2 separate regions of the Canis lupus genome follow, and region 1 is linked to region 2. The links are chromatin contacts, called in public Hi-C maps. All regions are on one chromosome and are shown on one strand. Each heading gives the region's core, a stretch centred on a gene start, on an enhancer-like site or on the middle of the called end of the contact. The rest is flanking DNA. Distances are from core to core; before and after follow the strand shown.

Region 1 (6,194 bases), core at 2,429-4,928, 250 kb after region 2:
AAGCTCCTGGAGCGCCATCAAGTACAACATGGTGGAAACACTTCTTTCACCTCCACTCTGATGGTGTGGGGTTAATTCGTGCAGCTGCGTACTGCTGCGAAATTTGACTCGAATTCGAATTCCGTATTTATCATAGTCTTCCTGTAGAACAGTAAAAAGTTGTTGAAAGGTTACAGTTTTCTCCAGCAATTTTATAGTATTTGATGATAGACTGAATAAATCCATTAGAAGAGTTAGTTCCTTAAAGATCTCTAATAGCTTTGTAGACAGCAACTACTTCTTTGATACTTTATTTGTAAAAAAAAAAAAAAAAAAAAAAAAAAAAAAGGGATGATCAGAATACTGCTTTACAGAGTAACTGGGAGGATGAAACGAGATAACGGACTTCTAAGTGCTTCGGCACAGAGCCCGGCAGGTGCACAGTATATTATGAATTACATTTGTTACTACACTGTCTCTTAATTGTGTAACAAGCCTAAAAAGTCTGTGGATGGCCTCACTATGGCAAAATCTACTATCTTAATAGAACTGAAAAGTGAAATAATGTTGACTATCCTTATGGATAGTCAAGCAGGTGAAGGAGTCATGGGGCAAAGTTCCTAAAGTACTACCTTGCTTTGTATCTATGTACAGAACGTACATGCAAGATTGCACACATGCTTGAAAGAAAATGATCTTTTATGGTCTTCATTTCTATACTAGGGGAAAAAACTTATTAGGGAAAATTTTCAACATACACAAAACTAGACACTAAAATAAGCTCAGTAAAATTACCAACTAGCCTCAGTATTATCAACATAATGACCAACCCTGTTTCATCTCTAACTCTACCCTTTCCTCTTTTCCAATGATCTTAAAGCAAATTCCACATTCACTTTACACATTTCTGATTCAAAATTATCTTACACCTACCATTTTGTAGTGCATTAAGTTATAGTTTAAGGAATTAGTAACAAGTTTCCAAATATTTTCATTCCTGTGTACTCTTAAAATCTTGAATAAAAGAGGAAACCACTGATATTATACTGTATTTCAGTTACATTTGCCAATCTCTAAAGGACTCTTCTAACGTGGAGAATGGTAGATTTATAAAGCAATTCATTCACAGCTGAATAACCATTACCTATCTGGATATAAAAAAGAATTTTAGTAAGGCTATAGTGACTGGTCTCATGTCGCAAAAAAAAAAAAAAAAAAAACCCGACGGACTCCCACAGGTGGTGTTTTCCTTCTCAAAGATTGGAGAGAGAGAATGAGCAAAGTAAGAGAGAGCTTAAGAGAGGGAGGGGTAGAGGGGGAGAGAGAAGCAGACTCCCTACTGAGTAGGGAACCCAACACGGGGCTCGATCCCAGAACCCTGGGATCATGACCTGAGCCAAAGGCAGATGCTTAACTGGTTTATTTAGGGTGCCTAGGTGGCTCGATTTTGCAGTTAGCAAAATTTTCACAGGTATAACTCTAGAATAAACAAATAATTTACACAGACTTTTAGCATATAATTAAAATTACTTGCCAAGAAACATTTCAAATGCAATATTACCTCATTTTCTGTATGTAGATCAACTTCACCAGCACATTGCATGGAACTGAAAAAATTGCTGAATTTTTCATTAATTTTTTCTACAAGTTCTTTTAAAGGATTAAGCCACCTTTCTTTTACCTGCAAATCAATTCAACATAAAAGGGCAATTTAAAAGAAGTATTACTACGTTCTGACAGAAAATTGTCCATAAAACAAAGATCAATTTAGTCATGAGACCATACATGGCAGTTGTTCTTAGAAACATGTCATTTCAGTTTGCATTATTCTACATTCCCATATGATAAGCACGTGACAGAAATAAAAGTTAAAGGTTAATGACCTGTGAAATGTTTTCCCTGTATTTATCCAGTTCAACCTTCTTTATCTTTAGTTCCTCAGTTAATTGCTCTATTTCTTCTTCTCTTTTTGTGTATTCTTCAACAACCTGGCAGAGAAAAAACTATTTAAGACAATCTACCAAAGGATAACATTACAGGAAATTCTGCATCAATTAAAATACTAACTGAAAATATGCCAATTGTTGCATTGTTTGTACGCAATTTATGTTCTTCTACTAAACGTGTTTTTTTATCCTTGAAAAAATAGACACTGCAGTATTTCAGGTTAGCCCAATGATTCTTTTTATAAAGGAAAGGCACAGAACAGTGTGTTCCTTAGGAAGAGTCTATTTAAAATTCTAATAGATTCAGAATCTGGCATTTAAAGCACATTGTTCCTGCTGTCTGGCTTATTATTACCAAGAGCTCTAGTACAGAGTGGGAGGCGAGTGCTGGAAGGAGGTGTGCGTGCGCGTGCGTGGTGGGTGTGAGGAGGGGGGCAGTGGTGCTTGCGGGAGGCAACAGGGCAAGTAGCATACTGTAGGATTCAGTCCCGTGAAGCAAGAAGCTCTTGATCTTTCTTCAGTTAATAAAGCATCAATTTCATCCAATGTGTTTGGAAGATCCTGGAAAGCCTAAAAGGGGAAAAAAACAAAGGTCTGTTATTACAAGCAGTCCAGCAGAAGCAGTTCTGCTTGAACAGTTAAGTGTTCTGCTGAGTAAGTATCTACTATGTGTTCAACAGCATGCTAGCATACAAGGAATCAGAGGAATTCAACAGGGGTTTTTGCCTTCAAAAAGCTTCCACTTTATACACTTAGTAACACTGGTAACACCTTAAGGCCGAGTGTTGGTGCTGAGTATTAACGTTCTATCCTACAGCTACAGGGAGTTACGGGGGAGGAAGGGATACCAGTTCATGCTGGAGAAACTACAGAGAGTTAGGGGAAAGAAGAGGCCTCAATTTCATCTTGGGGCCTGCAAGCAAGTAGCTGGGGAAAAAGCGAGGCAGAGGGAGAGGAGTGTGGAGAACAGAAAGAGCGCTGCATACCATGGGGGGTGAGGAGTTGTGTCCATTTGGAATGGTGGGTACTTGCTGAATTGGTAGAATGGGTCCAGAATATGTGGGGCATTGAAAGAGAGCAAGAAGTTAGAACTTTATACTGTACTTATGAAGAACGACAAAAGCATCTTAAGAATCCAATTACTTCGACGGTAGAATTTCACCACAGCATGGCTGACCCTCGAACAACGCAGGGTTAGGGGACCGCCCCCTCGCCCCCACCCACCGTGTAGTCAGAAATACACGTCTAACTCCCAGTAGTCCACTGCTGCCTGCAGGCCTCAGCGATAATATCAACAGTGAGATAACACGTATGAGATAACACGTACTTTGTAGGTTACGGGTTTTATATACTGTACTCTTACGGTGAACTTGACAAAAGGAAATGTTATTAAGAAAAACACAAGAGAAAATACGTTTAGTGCTGTATTTATTGAAAGAAATTGCCCTGGGGCAATTTCTAGAAGTGGCCCCGTGCAGTTCAGCCCATGTTGTTCGAGGATCAACCGTACTACCTTCTGAGCCCTGACAGAGAAGTGGGCACAGGCCCTTTCCTGTCTGAGGGGGAACCTGCAACACTCAGACAAAATGAGGTACAGAATGCATCTTGACGCTCTGAAAGAGGTCCTGAAGTATTACATTAATCTAATACTTCAATTTTAAGGTCTTTTAACTGTTTCTGAAAGCCTGGAGAAGTTGAACTGCTCTCTCTAGTCAGCATCTGCTGCTGCTCTGACGTGACTGCTGAGCTTTCAGCCTGTGCTGCGCACGTGCATGGGTCTTCACAGGCTCCCTAACAGGCATCTTCAGGTGGAGATGGTCCAACAGAAAGACTCCTGTCACCCACCCTCCCCACCAATGGGGGCAAACCTAGTTCTCCTTCAGTCAATGGCAGAACATAGGGGGTGGTTCTCCCTCTTGCCCTTCTCCTGAAATCCATTAGCCAGTCCTGCTGACTGTCACGAAAAGATCCTCAGGTCGGCAAACTTCCCTTTCCAGTGCTCCTACCCTGCTCCTTGCCACTTTTCGCTCTGGCCTGGCCCTGAAGCAATCCTCTTCTAAATGGCCTCCTTGCTTTCATTCTTGGGTCCCTCCTCGAGTCTCCGCCTGGCAGGCAGAGGGGGCTCCTACATGCCCACACCAGTCCCATCACTCCTCTCTCTGATCTTCTTCTGGTGGGTTCCGTCTCCACGTACAATCCAAACTCCTTCCATGGGCTTACGGGGCTGCATGATCTGACTCCTGCCTGCCTTTGGGCCTGGATCATAATGTCTTAGCCAGACTGAGATTGCTTCCTTCATGTGAAACCTGCCCTGTGTACTTCTACCTCAGGGGCTTTGTATGGAGCTGTTTTCTCTGCCTGGAAAACTTTACCCTCCAACTCTTACTTGACTAATTTCTTTTCTGCATTCAGGAATCCTCTATAATAGTATCTTCCCAAAGGAGGCTCCCTGACACTATCCTCTTACCTTGTTTCTTCTTAGCACCTCTTGACAGCCAACATTATCTGCTTTTTAATTCATTTATCTGCTCCACCCTCCAGACTAGAATATAAATTTCAGTAGAGAAGTATCTGTCTTGTTCAATGCCTGATACATCAGTAATGTTTTTAATATGTGAATTATCTTCTAATTTTCTTTCAAAAACAATACAACTTATCAAGAGTAGACTAATTCTACGCTCTGAAAAAAAAAATTGGTGCAGATCTTGTGCTAATATTTATTTTATAATTCCATGTACTCTAGAGAAGTTCTAATATATTTTTAGAAACAGCCACCACTCAGTTCGTCTTTTCTATGTACCTACTACATCCCTATTATGTGCCTAAATAGAACCATTTTCTATGGTGTAGTTGATATAACAGAGTAAGATCTTTGAGGATTTGAAAATTATAATCCGAATGGTTCCCCCCACCCACCATTTCATTAGGTATTGAAAGAGATGGGACATGAACTACTGAAATAGGGAAATATACATTCGTTATCTGTTCAAATTAAGATAAAATACCTTAAATAAAAATTCATTTTCTACTTTTATTTTGACATTGTTCTGAGAGTTGGTATGATCCCCACTCGTCAGATAACAGAGCCACGGGGCCGCATAATCAGTGGTGGAACGTGGACTAGAGGGCAACAACTCCTTGTACTAACTGAACAATATGTCAGCACAGAAAACAGAAAGGGAAGGAGGAAAGGCTCTTTTTCTCCTTTTCTCACCAGATGTTAGCCCTAAAGATTCAGGTCCCGCTTAAACCTAAATAAACATGCTAACTTCCAGAAAAACCTTTTCATTTTGCCTTTTTCTAGACATCCCTTCTATTTACTATTTCTTATATGCCAATTACCAATGCTATGTTTCCATAAAGAACTACACCCCATCCCCTGACGCTACCTCTTAAAGGGAGTTTGGAGAAAAAAAGCCTCTTATTGGAAGAATGAATGTTACGGAACTGAGAACTATGCAAGGGGATAGCCGTGCTTTAATAACTTTAGGACTAAGCGAAGATGGAGGAATGCCCAGGTTTGAATACAGGAAAGAAAATCCACTATGCACAATGACTTTACATATTCAGTTTAAAAATGGGGGGGTGGGATCCCACATTCCTTATGGCACGTTGTGTTTCTCAGGGCCCATTACAATGCCTAACACACTTGAAGCAGATAAAGAAGGTGCGCAGCATGTGACCTTGCAGCCTTATATACTTGTTATACTTACTGTCTGGTATTCTTGAGGAACTGTCTGCTCTGCACCCAGGTTACATACTTGCCTAGCTCTCTTCATCAGCTCCTTGCATTTCTGCAATAATCTCTGTCGACTTTCATCCAGCTCAATGAAATGTTGCTATTGCAAGAAAAAGAATTGACCATTTTTCTGTTATCATTAGATCAGCGAGCTACTTGATCAAATGAGCAATTCACAGGCATGCTTTGGGGACACTGGATTCAGTCCCAGAGTACCTCAATGAAGTGGCCATCACACGAAAGCAAGTCAAATGAATGTTTTAGTTTCCTAGCACATGTAAAAGTTACATTTACCAAAATGTGGTCTAATTGTGCAAGGGCATTATATCTTTAAAAAAAAAAAAAAAGTACATACATTACTTAAAATATACTTTATTGCTAAAAAATGCTGACTACTATGTGAGCTTTCAGCAAAGCGACTCATTGATCCCAGGTCACCGTAACTGATACAATAATGATATAATATACAACATCTGAAGTGTAGTGAAGTGAAAAATACAGAACGAGGTAGGCCTGTAGATCAATGACTG
Region 2 (6,277 bases), core at 2,768-5,267:
ATAGAAGTCTAATATGCTATATACATCATGAAGACCGACCCAGCTCACTGATCAAAATAAAGGTTTGGATAAGCCATCAAAAGAGATCCTACCTATTCATTAGGTCAAGCTAACTTTCTAGCCAGGAGGTCCTTAAAGGAACGGAAGTTACTTGTTACCTTCTCCAGAAATCTTATGAATTATAGGTTCATCATTTGTGATTGTTATATATTTGAGTAAGTGGGTAATTGAGGCTATCACAAAAGTAGTTAAAACTTATATATGTATGTCTTGAGTAAGGTAGTTTGAAACCAGAATTATCTAGTCTCAAATTCAAGATAAACAAATTATTTCTGTAGTTAGAGCTCTCAATTCTAAACTCGTTTCCCAGTCCTTTTTCTTATCCCAAATCCTAGTCTCAGAGCAGTTAGAAGTATTTGCCCTGTTCTCACATTTAATAAAAATCTCATTTCTCATAAATAAATAAATAAATAAATAAATAGACTTACCATTTGCAACAACATGGATGGAACTAGAAGGTATTATGCTAAGCGAAATAAGTCAATCAGAGAAAGACAATTATCATATGATTTCACTCATGTGAAATTTAAGAAAAAAAACCAGAGGATTATAGGGAAAGGAAAGGGAAGGAAAAATAAGGTGAAAACAGAGAAGGAGGCAAACTGCCAGAGACTCCTTGGTATAGGAAACAAACTTGGTTGCTGGAGGGGAGGTAGGTGGGGGATGGGATAACTGGATGACGGGCATTAAGGAGGGCATTTGATGTAATGAGCAGTTATATGCAACTGATGCACTGAACTCTACCTCTGAAACTAATAATATACTATATGTTACTTAATTGAATTTAAATAAAATTTTAAAAAATAAAAATAGGGCAGCCCCGGTGGCCCAGTGGTTTAGTGCCGCTTTCAGCCTGGGGTATGACCCTGGAGACCCGGGATCGAGTCCCATGTCAGGCTCCCTGCATGGAGCCAGCTTCTCCCTCTGCCTGTGTCTCTGCCTCTCTCTTTCTCTCTGTGTCTGTCATGAATAAATAAATAAAATCTTTAAAAATAAATAAAAATAAAATAAAAATCTCATTTCCCAAACATTGTAGAACTAACCTTATCTTAGAATAATATTGAAAGAATTAAAGCTAGTGCCTTTGGGTGGCTCAGTCAGTTAAGCATCCAACTCTTTTTTTTTTTCTTTTTTAGATTTTATTTATTCATTCATGAGAGACAGACAGAGAAGAGAGAGAGAGGCAGAGACACAGGCAGAGGGAGAAGCAGGCTCCATGCAGGGAGGCCAATGTGGGACTCAATCCCGAGTCTCCAGGATCACGCCCTGGGCTGAAAGCAGGTGCTAAACCACTGAGCCACCCAGGGATCCCCTAAGCATCCAAGTCTTGATCTCAGCTCAGGTCTTGATCTCAGAGTTGTGAATTTGGGCCCCATGTGGGGCTCCATGCTGGGCATGGAACCCACTTTAAAAAAGAAAGAAAGAGGGGCACCTGGGTGGCTCAGTTAAACATCTGCCTGTGTCTCAGGTCATGATTTCAGGGTCCTGGGATAGAGCCCTAGGATCAAGCCCCTGAGTCAAGTCAGACTCCCTGTTCAGCAGGGACTCTGATTCTCCCACCCCCTCTGCCTGCTGCTCCCCCTGCTTGTCCTCTCTCTCTGTCAAATAAATGAAAGAAAAGGAAAAAAAAAAAGAAAAGAAAAGAGAGAAGAGAAGGAAAGAAAAAGAAAGAACTAAAGCCAATAAATTATGCTGTAATAAACCTCTGATAACACTTTTCTTTTTTCTGGTGAGAGATTCCCAACTAGATCGTTTCAGTCAAGAGTATCCAAGAAAGTCTCAGTTCTTTGTAAACACTAGCTAGAATATATTGAGTCCTTATTAAGTGCAGATGCTTATTGATTTGTAGACCAATCTTGTAACGGGTGCTATTACTACTTCCAACTGAAAGATAAAGAAACCAAGATTCAGAGTGGTTAAAAGATTTGCCCCAGGTGCCATGAATTCTGAGTATCCAAGAGAGGACTCAGTCCTCTTTCTGAGTGACCCCAAGTCTGGAACTCTTCACCATCAAGATCTTCGGCCATCATTGGGACATTCGTCCTGTCACTTGGTGCCCAGACCGGCTTGCATCTGCCTTTTCTCAAATTCTGTCCTTTTTGTGATGTTAAATTACTGTTTTTGCAGCTGCTGTTGCCATGAGTGAGAAGGAAATGATTCTATTTATAAAGAAACTTCCAATGGCTTGGAGATGAGGCCTCTCCAGGTCAGGTCCTACTTCTCCTAGTTCCACCTAGTGAACTGTCCCACACAGAAGGCACTGTGTCTAGGAATTGCCATGAAACTAATACCAGCAGTAGTTCAGGTTTCATGGTGTTTGAAATCAGGGAACCAAAGTTTATGCCTAAGGGTTGAGGAGACGTTTCTAACTCAACTAAGTTCCAGGCACTTCAGATAACTTAGCTTTCTGGAATACTCATAACCTTTGGTTAAGTTTGTTATTACTGGTCCAATGTATTTTTTAGTTAAGAGCCATTTTAGCATGGGTGGAGGTAGAATTCAAATCCAGATCTGCCTGGCTTACTACATATATGGTAAAAAGGGGTAGAAAGAAAAGACAGATCCCTGGCCTTCCAAAGACTCTGCTCTTTCTTCCTCCCAGAACTCTGGGTATCTTCTATCATCAACAGCTTCCAGAGCTCCCAGGGTAGAAGAAAAGAGAATGGTCAAGAGCTATCCCTAAAGGCTTTCCATCCCAGGCAAAAACCTTTGATTCTATATATAATGTAAATGCACACTTAGGGAAGGCAAAACCTCTGAATCTCTGGGGACCCTGGACAAAACTCTTAGGTTCTATGAGTATGCACTCCTGATCTGTGAAATGGGCCCAGTGAACTACCTGGTCTCCAGAGCTCTGCCGTGATGGTACTGGTTCTCTTCCACTGTAGGCAATGTTGGGGCGAAACAACGGGGAGTCTTCCAGAAAGAAGGATGAAGAGGAAGTTCAGAGCAGACACCGGTTAATCCCCCTGGGCAGAAAAATCTATGAATTCTACAATGCACCCATTGTGAAGTTCTGGTTCTATACCGTAAGCATCTTCCTTTTTCTTCTTCCTAATGGGGGACTGCGGAGGGCCAATGCCAGGTCCACGTGCACCTATGTGGTTTCCTCTGTGAATCACAATATAAGGATCCAACAGCCAGGAATGAAAGCTTTTCCCAGTGGTTTTGTAAGATGTGTCAAGTTTGTGAGGCAGCTTCCACAGTTTCTGCATTTCTCCTCCTTGCAGAAAATAAAGGAAATGGTAAAAGTGAGAACTAACAGAAATAGAGGTGAGATGAGTATGAGTCTAGTCTAGCAGGAAAATAGATGTCATTTTATAAAACACTTCTGTGTTCTGGATAGATGAGCACTGGATCTGAACTGCCCATTTTAGGTGCCAATCCTGGGTTTGGGGGGACATGTGAAGGCTAAGGGCTGAGCAGAGTGTTAAAAGCAACACCAGGAAAGGTGGGTAGCATAAGTGTGCAACCACTGCCAACCTAGTAGTGTCATCAAACAACCTTTCTTGCTCAGACACAATTAAACAACATGCCAACCAAAGCAGCAAGAACTGCTCAAAGTAACCTATAATCACAGCAGAGATGGTTCAGTGCACACCGTGCAAGTATTTTCTGCCCACGAGATGAAAGATTGTCCCCAAAATATCCTCTGGATATGATAGAAATGGCTTGAGTGTTGGTTTTCTACTTTTCATGATATTTTAAGCTGAAAGTGAGCTTGGGCTCAGGTCAGCTTGGTTCTCTCCAGCCATGGTGGCACTGTGCCAGACAAAGGACAGGCGTCTGTATTTTTGGCCTTTCTCACAACCAGCTACACACCAGTCACCTGAGTCAGCAAAGGAAAATCTGAGTTTGAGGCCAAGATGACTCAGATGACCAGATGAGGTGTTTGTGTGTGTGTGTGTGTGTGTGTGTGTGTGTGTGTGTGTGGTCCCGTATGCTAACAATTAACACTGGCTTCCAATCAGGCTTTCTGAACCTTAGCACTATTGACATATGTTGAGCGAATAATTTTTTGTAGAGGACTGTCCTGTGCATTATAGCATGTTTAGCAGCAGCCCTGGCCTCTGTCCACTAGATGCCAGTAGCATTCTCCAGCCCTCAAGTGTGACAACCATGTCTCCAGGCATCACCAAGCGTCCCTTTATGGGCTTAGGTTGCCCCCAGTTGAAAACTACTGCTTTAAACTATGGTCTCGGCAGAGGACATAATCAAAATATAAATATTAGATTATTTTTAGCAAAGTAAAAATTCAAATTTATGAATATTAAAAAAGAAAAATATTCTGAAAAAAAGACATACAAAAATAATTTTGATTTATATATTTGATGCAGATATATATATATTATTTTTACCTTGCAGAAAACAACTTAGTGGTAACAAGCATGCACTTTGGGGTAAGACAGGCTGAGTGCTGAACAGAAATCCTGTCTATGTGTCTTAGTTTTATTGTGTGACCTCCAATGAGTTACTTCAGTGCTCTGTGCCCAGATTCCTTAAGATGGGGATATTAATAGCACCTACTTTGTAGGATTTAGTAAAGATTAAATGTGTTAAAATATGTAAAACACTTAGAACAGTGCTTGGAACATGTAAGCATAATATAAATGTAACTGTTTTTATTCCAAGCCTAGTCACATTGCACAGCAATAGTGTTTTTTATTCATCCATCCACTCAATAATAATAATAATAATAATATAATAAGTTTTATCAAGATAATAATTTTACTGCATTTTACACATATTTCTGTCTTTCCTCTTATACCAAGCTACCTCAATTGTCCCAGCCTAAAAGGGGGCTTAGCAAACTACATCCCCATATGCCAAATCCAGTCCCAAAACAAGGCCTATTATTGCGGACTGTGAGCTAAGAGTGGTTTTTACATTTTTAAAGAATTGAAATAAAATCAAAGGAAGAATACTTTATGACACATGAAAATTAAATGCAATTCATACTTCAGTGTCCATAAATAAAGTTTTATTGGGACACAACCAATTTCATTTGTTTACATATAATCTGGCTGCTTTTGTGCTACAACTGCTGAGTCAATAACTTGCCATAAAGGCTGTCCAGCCTGTAAAGCCTTAAAAATTAACTTTCTGGTCCTTTACAGAAGAAGATTGCTAATTCCTGATCTAGAGCATAAAGGAATCAGTAGAAGCAATAGTATCAAGAATTATCAATCACCTTTACAAGGACAGGATTTATTTCTCTTATCCTTCCAGAGTGTCCCTATCTTGTTATCCTTGATCTTTGTTCAGTATTAACTTTACTTCCTTGATTCCCTTTGTCCCCATTTATTCAGCTGCAGCAATTTGTTATCCAAGGAGGCTTTTAAGTGACAAATGCCCTGAACGGTGGTTTGCAGCTTTGGCTACACATTGGAACCAATTGGAGTACTTAAAAAAATAAAAATAAAATACCTGGGTTCAATTTAACCTATATCTTTATCTCTTTTTTTAAAGGTACCTGGGTGCTATTCTCAGAGATTCTGACATCATTGGTCTGGGGCACAGCCCAAGCATCAGGATATTTCAAAGCTCCCAGGTAGTTGTAATGAGTAGCCAGGGTTGAGAACCACTGCATCAGATAGAGGGCTGAGTTGTCAGCCCAGTATTTTCCAAAGTTTCTGTGATGATAAAGAATTTTGTTAGAAATGCAAATCCTGGCCCCATCACAGACCCGTTGAATCAAATCTCCAAGGAGGAGATGAAGAGGCTCTATGTTCAACAAGCTTCCCAAGGGAGTCTGGTGGTCCAGGAAGCTTGGGACACACACACTTTCCTTGTATCATACCGGGCAGGCTGTGAAGTGGCTTCTGGGAAGGGGAGCCTGTACGTCTGGCTCCTTTGTGCACAGCTGACTGTAGACTGGATGCCCCAGTCGTGTTTGGTTGTGTTCACATAAGGACTTTCAGAAATCCATATTTATGTATTGACAAAGCCCAGGCCTCAAGGAAGTACATGGAGATAAGGAGAGATTTTTAATTTTTAAATCTCCAGAGATGCTTAACAGTAAAATTCAGCTTTAGATCAAAGGTCCTATTTGCCTTTGGTTGTGTTCTTTTCTTTAAGAGTATTTCCTACTCTGATTTCAAAAAATATCCCCTTCGATGCTCCCAAGTTTCTGAAAGATGGGACACACCTCATTTTCACAAAACCTCACTTCTGTATCTTAGCAAGTTTCCAGAAGAGCAGGTTGGGTCCTCTTCTG

What was found. A called contact is a pair of places that touch in the nucleus more often than the background predicts.
Region 1: a contact with region 2 is called in a Hi-C map of blood, with 6 times the contacts expected there. The contact joins two enhancer-like sites. A contact is called at or near these places in 6 of 9 Hi-C or Micro-C datasets (amygdala, blood, liver and 1 more).

What each region holds. Positions count from the first base shown.
Region 1 is chr1:87,865,978-87,872,171 of UU_Cfam_GSD_1.0, forward strand. It overlaps SMC5 (structural maintenance of chromosomes protein 5), which reads right to left. Exons shown (of 24, transcript XM_038527107.1): 18 at 5,639-5,764; 19 at 2,400-2,495; 20 at 1,863-1,967; 21 at 1,541-1,660; 22 at 1-141. Among named protein-coding and RNA genes, the nearest start is that of SMC5, 87 kb to the right of the region's middle. Within about 2 kb of position 3,679, at least 4 of the 20 cell types and tissues checked have an H3K27ac peak or open chromatin away from gene starts, as enhancers often do.
Region 2 is chr1:87,618,869-87,625,145 of UU_Cfam_GSD_1.0, forward strand. TRPM3 (transient receptor potential cation channel subfamily M member 3) reads left to right here. Exons shown (of 25, transcript XM_038527100.1): 18 at 2,949-3,089. Among named protein-coding and RNA genes, the nearest start is that of MIR204, 130 kb to the left of the region's middle. Within about 2 kb of position 4,018, at least 2 of the 20 cell types and tissues checked have an H3K27ac peak or open chromatin away from gene starts, as enhancers often do.